2 separate regions of the Drosophila melanogaster genome follow, and region 1 is linked to region 2. Evidence: chromatin contacts called from public Hi-C data. All regions are on one chromosome and are shown on one strand. The core of a region is the stretch at or near the end of the contact, and the rest is flanking DNA. Distances in the headings are between cores, read along the strand shown.

What was found. Hi-C and Micro-C count contacts between places; a contact is called where the count stands out from the background.
Region 1: a Hi-C map of the Kc167 cell line shows a contact between it and region 2, with 6 times the contacts expected there. A contact is called at or near these places in 4 of 107 Hi-C or Micro-C datasets (the Kc167 cell line and the S2 cell line) and 2 of 7 datasets of targeted methods (the Kc167 cell line and the S2 cell line).

Annotation. Positions count from the first base shown.
Region 1 is chr3L:23,147,973-23,152,629 of dm6, forward strand. Vps11 (Vacuolar protein sorting 11) reads right to left here and starts at 2,527. Exons shown (of 1, transcript NM_168987.2): 1 at 1-2,527. The coding sequence starts at 2,415. It also overlaps asRNA:CR45164.
Region 2 is chr3L:23,094,773-23,099,123 of dm6, forward strand. CkIIalpha (casein kinase IIalpha) reads left to right here and starts at 2,300. Exons shown (of 4, transcript NM_001300224.1): 1 at 2,300-2,702; 2 at 2,788-2,985. RpL10 (Ribosomal protein L10) reads right to left here and starts at 699. Exons shown (of 5, transcript NM_001275304.1): 1 at 665-699; 2 at 503-533; 3 at 134-439; 4 at 1-74. The coding sequence starts at 525.

The DNA.
Region 1 (4,657 bases), core at 1,277-3,776, 53 kb after region 2:
TATAGAAACTATTTTTGCAAGTACTGCAATAGTATCTGAAGAATCACAGGAAAAATTGGAAGAATGTTTTGGACTTAACAAATTTCTTGTTTTACATATAATACATAAAAACTTTTCTTGGCGTTTGGTCGATTTGTAATTGAGGCATTCTTCATGAAAGGAATGTTGACAAAGAAAATAAATGGACTGCATACTTAACATTTCACGACAGATGTCACATTTATCATTACGAAACTCGATTGGATTGTTTGTATAGAGAGACAGCATGGATCTCGACCTCTTAATCTTTTCGTTGAAATTCTCAACTAACTTTAATTCATTTGCAGAATCAACTATACTTCGCAATAATCGATCCTTAAATATTGGTTTTATCTTTATTGCTTTTATTTCTTCAGTAGAGCAAGAACTTTTTAACATCATGAGAAATGATCTTTTACTTAAATTTTCATTTAAAGCCACATCGGGATTATTTTTTATTAGGTTTTCAATGCACTTGTCTATTGTTTCGTTATGCAATGTGCCTGTATTTTTTTGATGGCCGTGTATTCTTTGTGTAACATTAAAAAATGTATAAAGCCTACTTACAATGATAGTTTTGTCCATCCGCAAGCTATGTGTCTTTATAAAATCTGAGACAAAACTTGAAGTTACTTTATCTAATCTCCAGAGTTTGAAATAAAAGACCAGCAAATAAAACAATAGTTTTTCGTCACAGACTGGAAAAGCTTCTATGATTTTAGCTAACATTTTAGCGCAATAATCGTTATGATCTGCTAAAATGGAACAAAACGAAAGAATATTTTTTGATTCTTTTACATTTTCAAATGTTATATTATTTAAATAAGTAGTGAGATCAACTGCTAGAGATGCAGGTCCATATTCTAGCAATTGATGTAATAAATGCTCTTCTTCAACTGGGACCTGATTGGACGGGGTACATGCGAAATACATTTTTGATAGGGTTGCAAGATGTTTTATTTTCGCAGGGCTTTTATAGTGCTTGAAATCATCTTGCTGCATTTCATGTTCAATTTGATCACGCTTAATACAGCATTCAATAAGTCTTGTATGACAGCTTGAACTCTCATTCTTTTTTTTCCATTCAGTCAAGTAATTTAGTAAATAAGTATTGTATCTGGAATATAAAAGCTTCGAAATGACAGCATACGGTTTAATAAAACCGATGGTTTTAATAAATTCTTGAGTAGCTCTACTGAAGTCGCCTTTTTGAAGTAAGTGATTTCCGTACTGAAATCGTACCAATGCAGTTTCTGGCGATGAAGTATAGCCTTCTCGATGCAACAATCTCAATGCAATGTTATACATATGTTTTTCAACTAAGAGACGTATATTAACATCTATGCTGTTTTTTTCTAACATTAACATGTTGCAAGCATCCGTGTCGCCAGAATTCGTAACAATATAACAAAAATTGTTTTCACTGATTACATAAAACAATTCCTGAAATTGCCTTTGAAAAACTATTATTTTGTTTTCCGTATCTAAAACAATTAGTGTCGTTGCATTCTGCTTTAAGTTTGAATTTTTGACGCCGACGATTAGGTAATGGCCTACCCAAGCCAGGCATTCCTTTGCTCCTTCGATAGCAAAACAAGGACCCCTTCCCTCAGGAGTGTAGCAATAAACAGCGTCTGCCCGTCCCACAACCAACATTGAATCATTTATTTCGCCACCTCCAGCCTTGCACATTATACTGCGGTAATTAAGATTACCTTTATCATTATCAAGTACAAATTTTGTATCCATTATGCATTTCTCTTTTAACATAAAACAATAAACTCCTTGAACACATGTCACAAACATTATTTGAGTTGTATCTAAAGGTTGTGTTTTGAAATCAAAATGTATTCCATTGACTGCGTTTCCAGAAACAGTATGTTGGCGAATATTTGCAGAAAAATTTTTTGTGATTTTTCCATAATGCAAAAGAATATCACCATTTCCCAATCCTATCGCCAACGCAAACAATTTATCGTCAATGACGTCTGCGTTGAGGCATAAGGGCGTACTTGAAGGCTGAGTATATGCAGATGCAATTATTGGAGCTGCTTGCTTTTTTGTTAATCTATTAAGGTCAAATATATCAATGTGAATACCATTATTGATATCCGGTGTGACAGTCGCAAGGCTGTTATTGCTGGTAAGGGAACAAAGAGCAATAGCTTTCCGCGTGGATGGAGATTTGAAGGTAATACACTCCCAATTTGAAAGGTAAATAAGAATATTTCTGTTCTTATCACAAATTACTAATTTTATATTTCTTTCCTCAGTGCTTGATTTTGATTCGGGAAAGCAGTAGCACGATATTTCTGCCGTGTTCGGAATTTTTACAAATGGTACGACGATTATATTGAAAAGATCCACTTTCTTCCATTCAAAGACACTTATATCCATTCTGTCAATAGTTTCATATAATTATGCGATGATACTATTATTAATGTGTATATTTATTCTTATAGTGGAACATGTGTGACGTTACGGGTTGGCCAACAAAATGAAACAGTGCAATATGAAAATATAAAGTAGTTTTTATAAGCAAATTACACTAAGCACATCCAATTGTTATGATTTTAATCTTAGATGTGGATATATAATATAATTATTAAAATAAGCTATGTAGTAATTAATCTTTAAGAAATTATTGAAAAAAACGAAGCTCGGATTTCTGACACTGTAAAAATTGGTGTAAACCGAATAAAACAACACATTATGACGCAAAAAAAAAAAACAAACACGTATCTACATGGCATTTATCGGCCCGTTCCAGCAATAGAAATCACATGTTTGGGATATTTTCATGGAGATGGCTTTAAAACTAAGGCCTTGCTTACATAGAAACGGTCGACCGAACATACCGGCGTGTCTTTATCGACTCGGCTGTTGATACTGATAAAGAATATATAAATTATATAAAGATTGATCGCACCGTCTTGCGATACTGTCGTCGTCAGGATTCCTCCAGAGGTGAAGGGCTTCCGTCGATGGCTACTCCGGGGAGCAGAAGATTATTATTTACGTTGAGAGGAACTTTCCTCTTTTAACTGCCAGCCTTGTGGTCTGGCAGAGTAAGTAATAAAAATATGTTTTAGAACGCTTAGTCGGAGTTGACGAGCTGTCGCTCTTTAATATGGTAAATGCAAATTCAAACTGAAACTTAAAAATGATTCTTATAGCTAACAAAGACTCGAAGCGGCCACGCAAATATGATGTGCTTGCCGGCTGCGCACGGGTTTCCGGCCCAATGCTGGGTCAGCACTTTGATATTATGTTTAATACACTAAACCAACTGTTCTAGTTGGTTGGCTTGTGTTAACGACTCCCCCTTTAAGATTACGGCCGTCCTCGGCTGGTCCTAATTCGGCGATCATCCCGTTTAATTGGATTGTAGATCTCCGCGCTCCGATGAACCGTAAACAAACCGCTGCTGCGATAAATATTATGCGAATATTATAATATATAAATATTATTATGAATGATTAGTATCAATTTCTCTCCCGAACTCTTTGATGAACTCCAAGTTACGTTCACTCAGCTGGTGAAGACAGGGGAGACTCAGAATATCTTTGTTGGCGGTGATATTCAATGATGCGGAACTAGCTACCCCTGGAGCTCGTATTTGGGCCTTGTCGTGATTTATAAAGGTGGTGTCATTTATCACGACGCGATCGTTGAAGGTAATGGGATGTGTGCCACGTAGATAGACATCTGTTCCATTGCCTGTCTGTGGCTGGCTGGCCGGTCATTGATGATGATGATTTCCTCATCCACGCGGGTAAGCGGGTGTAGGTCGCTTGGTTGTGACTCGCAATGCCCTAGAACGCCTGCGTGTAGTTCCCTGGCGCATGATCTTTCCGTTGATAGTTGGCAAAAGGTAGCTCCCGGTGTTGGGGTGGAGGTTTAGATTGTATGGACTTCTTCTCTACGCTTTGCTAACATGTTGTCGGTTGTTCGCAGCATAACCCCTTTGCAAGAGACTGGGACAAGATAGTGACCTTCTTTCAAGATAATTTTATTTTGGGGAATTTTATAGTATTATAGTATTAATTTAGATTTGCCTATTGTTTGACTGTGTCAACTGCCACTATGTGAATCTAACTCTTTCTAGATCGTCGGTATGGCCATTTTTGGGAAGTAGTTTCACATTTTCTTGGGCTGACCGGTGGGCCCTATGGGCCCAGTGGGCCCAAAAATGTCTGTAACCCGGTTTTTGCAGTGCCAGAATTTTGTAGTCGGGAATCTCCGCACTCAGTCGTCCTGCACCGTTGCTAAAGTGTAAAATCGCAATGGAGGGCGTTTACGCCCTTGGGGACTATTGCATCCGCAAGGTTATGGAGTAATGACTCCTTGTCGGTGAAATTGATTGCGTGTCGTTTCTTATTTTTAAAGAGAACGAAAGAGCGGAAAGCGGGCCTCTTCTAGAATTAGTTGGTTCTGGAAGGAGTTTAGGGGCTTATCCGTTGATTCTATGGTGTGGGTGAGAGAAATCTCATTGTGAATGGTCGCAACACATGATTCTGCGTGGCGTAGTTCATTTCCCTATTCTTTAATGTCCTCGAGATCATTGTAATAAGACGGTTCTCTTGTGAAAGCACTGCTCCAATACCGTAGGCTGAATCATCCGTCGTTAGATGGAATG
Region 2 (4,351 bases), core at 1,050-3,549:
TGGGTTGACCAATACGAACTCGAGCAACCGTGCCCTGCGGTTTTCCAAACGCTCCTCGCATTCCAGTTTGAAGCCTAGTGCAAAAGAGGTCATAAGAATACAGTAGTTAACACAGATATGAAATATTATTTACCTATCAGCTCCAGCGCACGACAACATTTTGTTGATGCGAATGACGTGGAATGGATGCAGGCGCATTCTGATGTGGAACTGGTCCTTACCGCAGTACTTCACCAAGTACTTGTTGCAACAAATGCGTCCAGCTTCCAAAGCTTCACTACTCAGCTGTTCGTATTCATCAGAAACCAAATGAACACACAGGGGAAAATCCTCAACTGTAGCTTTTTTTCTTCCCAAATCAAATATACGAATTTTTGGATCAGGGACACCACGGCAAAACCGAGATTTAGGGTACGGCTTATTTTTGCAATAGCGGTAGCTGGAGGATGAAATAAGAGTTTTACTAAACGGACAGTTCATACAAAATTACTGATTTGCTTACCATCTAGCTGGTCGTCGGCCCATTTCGACTCCTGAAAAATAAAACAAATAAATAAAATATATGCTAACATCACAGCACAAAACAGAAACTTGGTAAGATAATATAAACTTCTATAAACATGAAACATATTAGATTTCCAAAGATCATTTACCGCTCACTAACCTCTTCCAACGAAGCACACGAGAAAAGGAAGACACGAACACCGGAAGCACAAAAGGTTTCGTCGCAAACCGATAATCATGTACTTGAGATAAGTGTTTTCCTTTGTTTTGAAACAATTTGAAATCAAAACTGAATTGCTTTATATGTTGTTCTCACTAAAATCTACATACTGTAAAATATGTATGTGTTCGTGTTCTTCGATACATTTTTATTGGAATAAAAAATATTTTTGGCGATTAAACGTCAAAGCTAAAAAACTACAACTAAATAAGTAAATTAGAATCTTACCTCAACCATAAGCACACCTTATGTTTTTCAACCCAGATTTGTGCTTATCATAACTAAGTCATTGGTATTCGGGCAGATAAATATAACAGTAACATTTACAAAAATTCACATTATATATATTACACTTCATGGTTTTGTATTTTAGCCATTTTCAGCAGTCATTTCGAACGGACCGCTAAGAGTTGTTACTATCCTAGAATAAAGTTACAAAGATTTATATGTTATAAGCAGCAGAAACATTGAGCTTACAATTGTATTGCTTCATTTATTATAGACCCAAACTCAGATAATCCGAATCAGACTAGGTGGCCAATCTCGTTTTGGATATCCAAAGTAGGAATGAGAGTATTTTCTGAGGCACACCAGATATTTTACGTAGTAACATAATCGGCAAAAGGCTGGAATGGTCTAGTCTTTTAACTGAACATTTCGAAGGCAGCTTACAGAATTGGATATCAAAGATTTTTTATTAATTTTTCTGTAATTTACAGACAGACAGAAAACAGACAGTAATAGTAGTCTCTTCCAATTGGCCTATCGACTAATTCACTTTGTGAATTTGAAATCAGGTCTATTGTTCTTATAAAAACCAAATGGCGCTGGATGTCAGATTGCATTTCAAATGTTTAAATAATGCTCTGCTTTCATTGTGATCAATATGAATGCCAAATCTCGAACTCCTCGACTAGATGCATACCCAAATCATAACCGACATTTTGCTAAACTTGACGGTTGCGGTTCTCCAGCGCAGTTAGCGCCTTACGCCACATTCTGTTGGGTCCATCGTCGTATAACACATCATCTTGGTTTCGTCGCAGAAAATTACGTTATTCCAGTAATCTTCTGGCTGATGTTGCATTTCGATAGCGAAAGTAAGCCGCTTTTCGATGTTAATTGTCGGCAGCATCGGTTTTTTTCTTGCTACCCGTGAGTGGTACTTATGACGGAGTATGGCTTGGCGCACTGTTTCGTGTCACACATCCAGATCGCAGCCCTCCTTAAGCTAATTAGCAACAGTTCTTAAAGATATTTGCGGATTTTCATAAATTTTTCGCATAGTAACTCGGTTTGAACGGTTGGAAATTTTATTTTTACGTCCTGTTCCACATTTTGATTCCAATCTGCCCTCGTTTTTGTGCGATTAATTACGTTATAAATTGTTCCCCGCGATGCAGAAAACATTTCTGACAATTCCGTGACAGATTTTCCCAAATGGTGATTATAAACTCAATCTTCTGCCAGGCATTTCTAAATTTCTCAAAACTAACTGGAGCAAAGATCACTTCACTTTCTCAACCAAATGCAACGAGTATAAAGAAATATGTAAATGACGATTCTGTACCGTTTAGTTATCGAAATTTCTCGGAATAGGAGCAAAATTGAAAACAAAAGAATTCCTTGACAGTGTCAAATCTATGCAAACTTGGTTTCAGTTGTTTTTCTTGTTCATTGTCAATAGTTTTGTTATTTTTTTTTCACATATTGATAAAAAACATATAAATAAATAGTTATCAATAAAAATAAATTCATGCCTTTTAATAAAAGGCCTTTATATTTTTGCATTGAAAGTCAAATATACAATTTATTTTCATTGTGCAAACAATTTCTTGACAAACTGTATGTACATTTTCTTTCACTGAAGTAATATTTTTGATCGCCATAGTAAAAAGGACACGAAGAATTTAAACTAACCGTACTCACAATAAGAAAATGACGAAAACAATAGAAGCAGACAGAGAAGGGCGAAAAGGTGTGGTTTATTTATTACGTTTCTGTCCAGTTGCATTTCCAATTCTTAATCGTCAAGATCGTAATTTTTTGTTGTTGTTATGCAGAAAAAGAAGCACTTAGTAATACTTATTTCCTTTGATACCTTCCGTACTTCCGACTGGGATTTTCAAGCTTACCGTTATCTGAACAGAAGAACAACGGAAAAACTATCTTGGTATAATCTGCAAAGTAAAACAAAATGCAGAACAAAATAAGTTTAAAATTACTGCAGATCAGTCAAAGTTCAGCAACGATGGCACGTGGTAAGCATATTTGCACCGAAATCAGAGTATTGATATATATAATATAATATAATATAATATAATAATTCTATAATATATATAGAATATATATACAGTTTGTCAAAAAACTGTTTACACACTGTGAACTCTTTACACAAAACACATTTAGTGTTTTGTTTAATTTATTTAGTTTAATCCTAAATTTTTAAATTATTTTATTAAAATTTTAAAAGTTTTGGTATGTAGTATGTTCCCCATTGGCTTTAGCTACAAGTTGAAGCCTTTTTTTCATGGATTGGACAAGTTTTTGCAGGTCATATTCAAACGGGATCTTTTCACAATCTTCGACTATTACAGTCATACGCTGTTGTTGTGTTTTAGGTCCCTTTTTGCCACCTTCTTCGTTAAGTAGGTCCACAAATTTTCAATGGGGTTCAGATCAGGACTCTGAGGGGGCGTATCGATCACTTTACCACAGTTATAAGGGCGCCAGGTGCGTACATTGCACTCTTTATGTTTCTGATCATGTCCTCTTAAAATATAAAATTTGGCTTGTTGTTGCTAACTAGACCAAATTTTTCTGCACTGGCCTTCAAATTTGTTTTTTAAAATTCCTAGATATTGCACGGCATTTATTGTGCTCTCAATTAAGGCTAGTTTTCCCACTCCACGGCTGGTGATACAGCCCCAAACCATTAGTGACATTTTTCCAAATTTTATCGTTAGAATGGTATTTTGTTTTTCTAGCGCACTCAACGGTTTGCGCCATACTCTGCTTGGCCCGTCGTTATAAAAGAGCATCATATTTGTTTCGTCACAAAATATGACGTCATCCCAGTACTCTTCCGCATGATCCATCATGCTCACAGCGAATGATCGACGCTTTTCAATATTGGCATCTGATAGCAAAGGGTTTTTCCTTGCAACTCTTGAAGAGTACCTATGGCGTAGGATGACTTGGCGCACAGTTTCGTGTGACACAGTTAGGTGACATTCTTGCCTGATATCCAGAGCAAGTGCTCTGACCGAGATTCGGGGGTTCGCAATCACTATTCGCATAATAAAGCGGTCTACACGCTTTTTAATATTAATTTTCCGCCCACCACCACTCTTAGGTTCAAGCCTGCCCTCTTTTTCCGAGCCTTTTAAAACATTGTAGACGGTCTTACGGGATACAGGAAACATTTATACTAATTCTGGAAAAGATTTTCCCAACTGGTGGTTATAGTTTATTAATTGGGTAACTTCAAAAGTTAATCTCTTTCCAGGCATTTTATTAAATTTAATAATTCGCTTTAAGCACGTTTGATCAGCAAAATTTAACAAGCAAAGTCAACAAATTTCAATAGAAGCGTTGTAAAAAGCAATGCAAAGCCAAAAATAACGG